2 separate regions of the Zea mays genome follow, and region 1 is linked to region 2. A link is a contact called in public Hi-C data. All regions are on one chromosome and are shown on one strand. Each heading gives the region's core, a stretch centred on a gene start, on an enhancer-like site or on the middle of the called end of the contact. The rest is flanking DNA. Distances are from core to core; before and after follow the strand shown. Region 1 has its middle 34 kb from the start of LOC100383692. Region 2 has its middle 31 kb from the start of LOC100277225.

Region 1 (4,891 bases), core at 1,081-3,580, 250 kb after region 2:
CGCCAGATGGGCGAGCTGAGCCGAGCTCGGCTCGTTTCCACCCCTAGTACCTGTTGACACTACCACGGTCTCCACAGCGGAACCAAAGGCACCTTAAACTAATTTACACCCTAATTCACCTCAATACATATGGGTTGAGACCAATACTAAAGTATCCAAACAAAGTCTTATGGTGTGTTTGTTTTCCTCTTAGACCTAGTTTGGCTACTCTTGGATTGAAATGGTTTAGAGGGATTGGAGAGTGTTTAAATCTCTAATAGATCAAAAACTCCCACAATACATATCAATACACTTCAATTTCTCACATTACAAGAGTACTCAAACTAGGCCTTAGATTATATAAGTTGGATTATGATAAAATGGTAGGAGGGTAAAATATCACTTTATGACCACAAATAAGCTAGCATTGGATAGTTTATTTCAGCTTATTTATAATCCAAAAGTGATATTCTTACTTTTTTATCATTACACCATAATTTAACTTATATAATATAGGAGGAAACAAACATGGCCTTAGTATGGGTGGAAATTCCAAGCTATATACAAATACTGATATACAGAAGAGAAGATAATCGATTAGCATGCAATGACGACATACATATGTGACAAAGCTATGTCTTGTTCCTTTCTGCCTTGAATCCATTCCAAGGGTTACATGCCATGCATGTGCTACATATGTGCACAGAAAATGTCGCCGCAAAAGTATATATAGATATATGTGTCGATCTGTACAGGAATAGTGAAAACCGGCTATGCCAAATGCAACTGAATGTCATCATCGATCATGCATGCATGGGCAGCACACACTGAACTGGCGGCAGGACCACGTACGTACACAGGCCGCCGAGAAAGCATGGCCGTCCGACTTGTTGCTTCAACACCACTCTGAACACATGCCGGCCATATCACCATTATTATTCAGCCGGCCGCCAGCAGGCAGGCCACCATCGTCCGTGACAGGTAATGCGTACAGTGCCATCAGGAAACAGAAGTGCATGCACAAAAGATGAGGCTCCACATGCAATGTAATTCGAACAGGAGTACTTACCTACCTTTTTTTTAAAAAAAATACAGGAGTACTATATATATATATATATCTAGCAAGTGTTTGCTGAAAGCTATAGAGTTCGATCTCGACCTTTAATTTACGGGAAGCCAAGTATGGCCTGGACAACGACGTACGATCGAGATCTCCTTGGGCTTTGGCAGGATCTCTCTCGAGAATAAAGCCAACAAAGAGAGACGTACGATCTCCCGGTGTGCGCCGCTAGTAGCTGCCGTTCTCTGCATGCCAACCCCGTTCGTCTCCGAACAATCATTAGCGCTTGTGTGCGCGCGCGTGAAGGCATCATGGACGGCGATGACTCTTTCTTTTCTTCCCCTGCGCATTAGCTTATTTGCTGCGGCTTACTGGGCCTTTGATCCGACTGTGGCTCGGCCGGCTTCAATAGTATTTTATCATTATGGATTACAGCTGTTACAGCAGTTGCGGCTGTCAGCCAGCCAAACAAGCTCGAAAATTCCAATCTGTTTCTGAAATAGTCTATAACTTATGCTAAATAATAAATGAATATCATTTTTGCATTCACTGTTTTCTATTTATCGAGTGATTTATAGTTCAAATCTGAATTATTCGAATAAATTAAATTAAACGAACTAAATCTAATAGTTACAACAAACACTTTGATAATTGTGCAAAAAATAGAACATATATATCTATATACTGTACAAACACACAAAAATGGGGAAAATAAAAAAACAAATATACTTTATCGAGTGTCACGGAAAACACTCGACAAAATATTGATTTGCAGAGTGTTTTTCAGGTGACACTCGACAAAAAAGATATTTTGCCGAGTATGAACAGCTGACACTCGGCGAAGTTAACGGCCGTCAACTATAGACGACTACTGAGTTCTTTTGCCGATGGTCGCGTTTTCGCCGAGGGTTTGACACTCGGCAAAGTCTTCTTTGCCGAGTGTCTTTCTACGCCAATTATTTCGCCATCGATAAACAATGTATGTGCCGATATGATAGTCTTATTTTATCGAGCGTGACACTCAGTAAAGCATGCTTTGTCGAGTGCATGATAAATTGTACTCGACAAAAAGCCAACAACCAATCGACAAAGAACCGGATTTTTTTAGTGATTAGCTGAGAGCTGAGGTTGAGGCTCGCATGTGTGGATCGGACGATAGATGCAGCCGCAAAGCAGCAGACAAATTGAATATGCATGTATGGGGTATACTTTCTTAGTAGTACTCTTTATCTTGTCACTCCTCGCCCATCCCGGCCCCGGACCCGGCCCATCCCCAATAAACTAGGCCGGCGTGGCAGCATGCACGTACGGACGCCGAGCCGCCATGAGACCATGCGTGCGTGCACATGTCCGGCCAAGGCTTCTCGCTGAATCCTTTTGGAGTAGGAAAACGACGCTGCTTTTTTGTGTGTTTGTGCATTATACTCTTCTCCTTTCGTCGATTGTGATCCACCGATCGATCCATCCGCTGCTGCTGCCGCCCCTTTTCCGTACTACTAAAAGCGATCTATATATATATATATATATATATGTCTGCAACGACGACGATGTGGGCGTCAGGTTGCTTCGGCGTCTCGGCGATCGCGAATCGAGCTGCCCATGATTCGCACACATGCATGCACGTACGGTACTTGCTTGTATATAGTATATATTATTATTATTATTATATGTATGTGTGTGTGATGGGACAAAAAAATATAACATGCAGCTTCCTTTCCTTTGTGAAGCTTGTAGACTCTCAATCCCACACGTCTGCGAGACTCCCTGGTACACAGTGAATCGAAAATTTACCATGCATTTATGTGAATTGTGATTATAGGTAAGTACTAAGTAACACAATCTCTGTGCAACCATTCCACGACCGTACTCCTTCCGTTTTGTTTTATTTATCGCTGGATAGTGTAAAATTAAACTATCAAGCGACAACTAAAAAGAAAAGGAGGAAATACAAAATTTGAGATGTAACTGTTTTGGTATAGTACGCCACCGTGTAGCATGAATGGAACTTGAGTTGCATTGGCCCGGCCGAGCAAGCATGCATGTACACGGACTGCCCACTCCGGCTAGCGTGTGCACTGTTGGACTGCGTGGCGCCGTGTGCTCACTAGCTGACTACTAGTCTACTACTACTGGCTCGTGCTGCATTGCATGCATGCAACAGGCATGTGACGTGAGACACTGAGACCCACAGCAGTTGCAATAAAGCATCTCTGACACTCTTTGTAAATTTAAATCATTATTATTTTCTATATCTTTCTTTCCTTTAATAGAATAGATTTTCTATATATTATTTATGTTATAAAAATTGTTCTTATTTTCGTTTTCTATCTTTAGTTAAAGAAAATTTTAATAGAAGATATACCTATATATATATATATATATATATATATATATATATATATATATATATATATATATATATCAATAATCAATGTAAAAAAACCATCGAAGAAAACTTTGCTACTACAAAGAATACAGAGAGTTGCCCTTATATGTGGCCATCGTCAGACGCCTCAAGTGTGCATACGCAACGGCTAGCTAGCCGTTCCATACGTTTTGCTGTTTTGTGCCGGCGTCGACCGCGCTGATTTGTCGACACGTACAGGCTAGCAAAGCATGCATGTACGTGTACGTACGTATGTGTCTCGACAAAGCAGCGATATACTAAAAAACCATTTGCGATCTTGGATTCTAGCGAGCATGTAACTGCACGTATTCAAAAACCACCCATGAATCATCAGTTCCTGTGCTCACCCGATGCATGTACATGTACCGATGTACGTACTCACAGTTTGCTTTTTGTCTGGCGGTTTGGCACAGTACAGTAGTATGTTTGGTCACGTGGCTACCCATGCGTTTTTTTTTTTTTCCTTTGATAAGAGGTGGCTGCCCATGCGTTACTAGTTCATCGAGAATACATCGACCACCGTACGTGTAGACGTCACTCAACAACTCGAGTATATAGAAGAATATACTGCCCAGCTTGTCGTAAAGCTGGAGAAGGTAGATTTTCTTGGAGCTAGAGTGTAGAGATATCGACGGATACGAGATGTTTTTCGACGTGCGACGGTCGGCGGCCCCGCTTTGTTTAGAATTATAATCTACCTGAATTATATAATTAAACAATTTAACATTTAGTTTAAAAGTTATAGATTATATAATTTGATCAGATTATAATCTCAAACAAACACTCTTTTTATCGTATCCATTAGTACACAGAAAATATATTGCAGTAGTTTTAGAGCTATTTCCACTTACATTTTTCGGTACGTACTGCCAGTACTAGCTAGAGGCCAGTAAAAATGGCGATTATGTTAAGAAAACCACCAATTAAAATAGTTAACTAACGGTTGTCTAGTCGGGTCCACTAGCGCGTTGTAACCAAAACTGCCCGTAAAAAAAATTAACAACACACAATTAGAGTTCTTTTCTACTGATGATCTTAAATTCTCTCGTAGCAGTGCCACCGTGCCAGCCGTTCGCGCGGCTAGCCCGTGTCTCGTGTTGCTGCAGTAGCGCGCATGCAGTATTGCATCGCTATGGTCTCGTCGAGGACGTACTGTGCCCAGCTCGCGCATCAAGTCATATCGATCGATCGGTCTGAGCCAGCAGTGCGCATGCATGCACACTCGACCTAGCTACAGTGCGTCGTCTCGGGGCAACAACCAGCCCGATCGATCTCCATTCATTGTGTCCAGTGTAACGCCTTCACTTCTATATCACCCTGCGTGTGCATGCTGCGTCTTCTTCATGGAATTGCATGCAGCCTTGCAGGTGATGAGGGTTTAGTGCATGCGCATCTATCACACACTGTTGTTTCTAAAGAAAAGCGGTGTACATAGTTGCATGCGT
Region 2 (5,190 bases), core at 2,117-4,616:
ACAGAGACAAAGCAGGCACGGACACCCTTCGCTTCGATCGGCACCAGACGAAGACCGGCGACGAAGGCATTCCACAGTGCGGCCTCGTCCAGCTCAGAGGCCCACATGCGTTCCGGCCCATTGTAACGGGCCCTGCGTGGCCGCCGCGTATTACGGGCCTAATTTGTAAAGGTATCCCTGTAATTACAGTCTGTAACCCCGCTTTATAGGAATATTCCGGGAATAGCCTAGGTAGCTGAGGGCACATGCGTCCTTAACACTAGGCGCTGGGCGCTCGGGTACCTATAAATACCCCCACACAGTGCCCGTGAGAGGCCTGGACAATAGAGCTATTTGCCATCCCACGCGTAACCCTACTGTCCACACTGTTCACCCCTGTTGGCTTTCTTGCGACTGAAAGCGAGTTCCAACAAAGAGTCTTGCACCAAACTTGCAGACACTTTCTCTCATAATGGTTCATCTGATGTTGAGGTACATGATCTTATTTCTGAATTGAAGATTTTGAAATTTACTCTTCCAGATGGCATATTGTCTGCTATGGAGATATTCGAGCATGTCAGAGATTTAGATTGCTATCCTAATGTCTCAATCGCTTATCGAATATTATTTACTATGCCTGTGACGGTTGCATCAGCTGAGAGAAGCTTTTCAAAATTGAAATTATTGAAGAACTATTTGAGATCAACAATGACTCAAGATAGATTAAATGGTTTGACAATTCTGTGCATTGAGAAGAAGATGTTGGATGATATTGATCTTAATGGTATAATCGACGACTTTATATCACAAAATGTTAGAAGAAATTTTTAGCATGATATCATGTGACATGTGACAAGTAAGTGTTATGGCTCTAATTTATATTTGTCATCTTATAAACTTTAAGGCGTGTCATAGACGTTTTTTTATTGAATGTTTAATTATTTATGTTTATAATTATATATATATAGACATATAATGTATATACATGGTGGATGGAACCTCCATAATGAATTTCACCTCAGGCCCCCAAAAAGTCAGGAACGCCCTGGCCCCCAGTTTGATAGCTTGATACGTAGGAGTATATGAAATGAAAGCGCGGAGGCACCAGCATGCATGGCTTCCCAGCTCCCCAAGCTGCTCCAGATATATATGATGAGATGAGATGCACCTGCACTGCACTGCAAGTCCGCAATCACGCAGAAGTTTTAGAATTGTGGTTTGCATGCAGGGTTCGAGGACCTAAACAATTTGGCCTCCAAGAATCAGGAGAAGTGCCGGCCGGGCCGGTGCGGCGCGGGTGTCGGGCAGGCGAGCGCCGACTGAGCTGGGCCGCAAGATCGAAGTGGGCTGGTTTGCACAAGGAAATGCTGAAATGAGATGAATAAACCCCGGAAATCCAGAAGACGCAATGAGATATAGATTTTTTTTTGAAAGTACTTCGAGGATTTAAGAAACAATAGTTAGATGCGTTGCTACTGATTCTATTTATGTTTGAGTATAGTGTATAAAATACGAAGACATATATGTTCTGTTGATACAAAGACAGCTGGGTAGAGTAGCATTAGCACTGAAGACTGAAGTGGCAAGCGAGAAGCGACCCCCTGCCGAGGGAAAAGACGGGGCGAAATCAGCTTGCAGATCATCGCAATTATTTTGTGCTTACGGCACCAGTAACAGCTACGGACTGTGGTCTCATCTCATCCCTCGTTCAAGTCCTCTTCCGGTTGGAACTGGGAAGATCCAACCAACCTTTCTGAATGATTCATGCGCGCATAACTTTCATCCGAAGAAACATGCATTATTAGCCCACGACGCAAAAGCGATGTACCATTGTGCCCCATTCATGCATAGCTTTTGGCAGATGCTTCGAATCCTTCTTCCCCCTTTTGGTTTAATTTTCCTGGCTAGCTTCAAACCCTTTTTCCATTGTACTCAGGCGTAGGACCCGTGTGGTGAATGATGTGAAAAATACATCCCGTGATAATGGCGACAAGGAGGAGGTAAATGAGAGAGCCAACAAATTTTACTTAAAGCCATCTTGCCTTATTTTTTTTTATTTGATCCTCGCACGATCACATTAACCCAAAAATTATTAAATTTGAACAATAAACTCGCAACACTACAGAGAAGATGTTCACAAGAAATCAGCTCAAAATTACAAGGTCTTTACCAGATCATTCAGAATTTATACTGCGCCATTCGGTATTAAAGAACGACATCTTAGCAAAATTGGTCTAAAGACCAAAGCTTTTATTCCAACCTCACAGAGGTTAAACACTTTGCTAAAGTTTACACAGATGGCAAAATTACAAATTTCAGATTAGATCTATGGATCTCACTCATGAGTCTAGAAGAAGGATACAACCTAACAACGATAAAAGAAATGATATGCTTGAAATATCAGATTGGTTGGATTAGACTCCCCATTATTATAGAGCTATTATACATTGACAACTTTTCTCTAGATAATCAGAGTCAAAACACTTGATCCAAAGGCGTATGGTCCAACTCAAGATCTATAGATCTAACGACCACGAGCTGTTTCACGACTTTGATTAATATTGATGCAAACTTCATAATAACGTCGTGTGTTGGCTCTAGTTCCCACCAAAACTTCACTTATGTTTTGAGATCCAAACCCAAATAACCATCTGCCTGATAGTTTTGAGGCCCAAACCGTCAAATCATCTTGACTTAATCAACATGGTCTACTCTTCCACGTATTGTTGCACTTATCAGTGTTTGTGTTAGCTATCATGATCATTCTTTCGTCTTCTCTAGTCACTCAGTCTAAGCTTTGATGTTCGTCCTTTATCGTTGTCAGTCCATCGGCATGAGTCTGCTTAACTTCATATTTGTTGTTGATCACCGCCTCTGTGGTTCACACCTATATATAGGGGTAGTAATGGATCGTGATTCAAATGCTTCTTTACAAAATGGTAGGGTACTAAATAAGTTTTAGTTCAAAAATAAATAGAAATAGGACCCGATCCTAATCAGATCCGATACTTAAATCTTATAGTGTAAAATTTAGAGCATATTGTCACCGCTACCTATATACTACAATACAAGTTGCCCCATCCACTCAGGCATTGAATACTCCACATACTCAACCAAAACCGATTATCTTATTGATAATCACTAATTACATTTGAACACCATTGGTTTATTATATTGGAGCTGTTGATTGGAACAACATATAATATAGTATGGTGTAACTCTTGGTTGGAACAATAACAAAAAAAATTAATGGTAGCTAACAAATATGACTTATCATTGAAGCAAATGAAAAAGGCCCAAGGAAAGTTGCCATGCTCTCTCTCCTGCCAGTAGAGGGGCTCCTTTTGTCCTGTGTCCCTAGTGAGACAACCCATCTAGCCTTTCCTCTTTCCTGCTTTCTATTCTTTTGCGTTGCAAGGGACGAGGACTCAAGGAGTACTACAGGACCCTAGCTTTGTAGGGTTCTTTCTTTCACCCAGAGTCTGAGAAGAGAAGGCTGAGATGCCACTTCTCTTTCCTCTGCCTCCCCCCGTCTCCGTCTTTTCCCGCCCGGCCCCGTCTCTTTTTGTTTCATTAATCTCTGTTGGGCTAGGGCTCTGACATGCCGAGAGAGGCTGAGCCACCACTACGGCGTGAGGGCGATGGGGGCACATGCGCCGGTGGCAATCGTCTGAAAAGGGAGACTCGACAAAGGAAAGGAGAGGAGGGTAGCGTTGCAGCAACTGGCTGGCCGGCCGTCTTTTGGTCACTCACTGCACTGGTGGTCACTGATAAACTGATGATAGGGAAAAGAAGGGGAAATGAGATGTGGAAGTGACCGGGGACGACGTGCGTGTCTCGGTAGGAACTGAACTGAAGTAGGATTGGCACGCACTTGCATGCTCGTTTGCTACGTCAGGAGCAAAGATTCTTTCTGAATTTTTGGCCTTCAGCAAAAATCTGGTAGTAGAGACGATGATGAGGCGACTTTGGTACATCTGTTCCCAGCTGATCCAAGGAGCCATTCGTCGTCTTCTCTAGTCTAGGGTGTGCATTCAGAGTCAGACCGAGAAACCGGCCGGGTTTGGGTTCTCGACCATTTTGAAACTTCTATGATAAAAAATTTAAGACCGGGCGGTACGGTCTTTAAAAAGATAAAACTGAGCCGTTAGATTTTGGTTCAGCCTTCATTGGTGAATGAACTCGTCAACTAACTACTATACAAGTTTATGAGGGCCAAGATATCCATAGATTGATCTACATGGGCAAATATAAGAATGAGCAAGTCAAAAACTAAATTGTCGTCTGGAACCTAAATTGTCATCTACAACATGTTAGAATTTATATGGCCTAGTTCGTCATGTTTGGGAGCATCCAATATTCCCCTCCTCCCAAACAAGCCCTTAGACCCATCATATGCAGAAATTCTAATAAATATCAAAGCAGAAATGCTTCATCGTACAACCTACGACCAGAGCACAATAAACATTAATCTACGACTATGGTTCCCTCTTATTCTGAACTAATAAATCATGAGCCATTAGATGATCCTAGTCATAAATGAGTCTATCATTGGACTCGTATGGGTAGCAGCGCTCATATCAAAGCTTAATTTTTTTTTGAACGAACGGCACGAGATTGTGCACGTTTCTATTAATAAAGAAGAGAGTGAAGCAGTGCCCAAGAGACACCGCAGGAAGGGTACATAGAGGTTACGTAATTACAGCATAGGTAAAAGCGCAAGAAGGTGCTTAGCACCTGCGACACCCCACAGCCTTGCCTCTGCCTTAATTGCTGCTAGCAGATCTGCCACTGACCTCTCTTGCCTTTGGAAGGTGCGGTTGTTCCTTTCCAGCCAAATGTGCTAGACCACCAGTAGGAGCAGGGAGCGCGTTCCCTTTTTGGGCACAGCGACTGAGCCGACCATAAACCACCACTGCTTGATAGAAGTAGAGTCCGGCCAGGTAGCTGGAGCTAAAGGGCCAATGGAGAGCCAAGATGCTAGGGCGTCCCAAATTCTCCTCGAGTAGCGGCAACCAACAATAATGTGATGAGCTGTCTCAGGGTGCCGCTTGCAAAGCGGACAAGAAGGACTGTGCGGCCATCCACGAGCTGCGAGCCTATCAGAGGTCCAAACCCGGTTGCGGATGATAAGCCAAGCGAATAGTTTGCATTTCGATGGCCCCCATGGCTTCCAAATAAGGGCTTTGAGATTGGAACAAGTGTGACCCA

The links. A called contact is a pair of places that touch in the nucleus more often than the background predicts.
Region 1: a contact with region 2 is called in a Hi-C map of leaf, with 6 times the contacts expected there. The contact joins two enhancer-like sites. A contact is called at or near these places in 3 of 25 Hi-C or Micro-C datasets (ear, leaf and an unstated tissue).

Annotation. Positions count from the first base shown.
Region 1 is chr7:129,538,946-129,543,836 of Zm-B73-REFERENCE-NAM-5.0, forward strand. No RefSeq gene overlaps it. Among protein-coding and RNA genes, the nearest start is that of LOC100383692, 34 kb to the right of the region's middle. Within about 2 kb of position 2,331, at least 18 of the 20 cell types and tissues checked have an H3K27ac peak or open chromatin away from gene starts, as enhancers often do. A contact at or near this core is called in ear and leaf, where this site is marked.
Region 2 is chr7:129,288,800-129,293,989 of Zm-B73-REFERENCE-NAM-5.0, forward strand. No RefSeq gene overlaps it. Among protein-coding and RNA genes, the nearest start is that of LOC100277225, 31 kb to the left of the region's middle. Within about 2 kb of position 3,367, at least 16 of the 20 cell types and tissues checked have an H3K27ac peak or open chromatin away from gene starts, as enhancers often do. A contact at or near this core is called in ear and leaf, where this site is marked.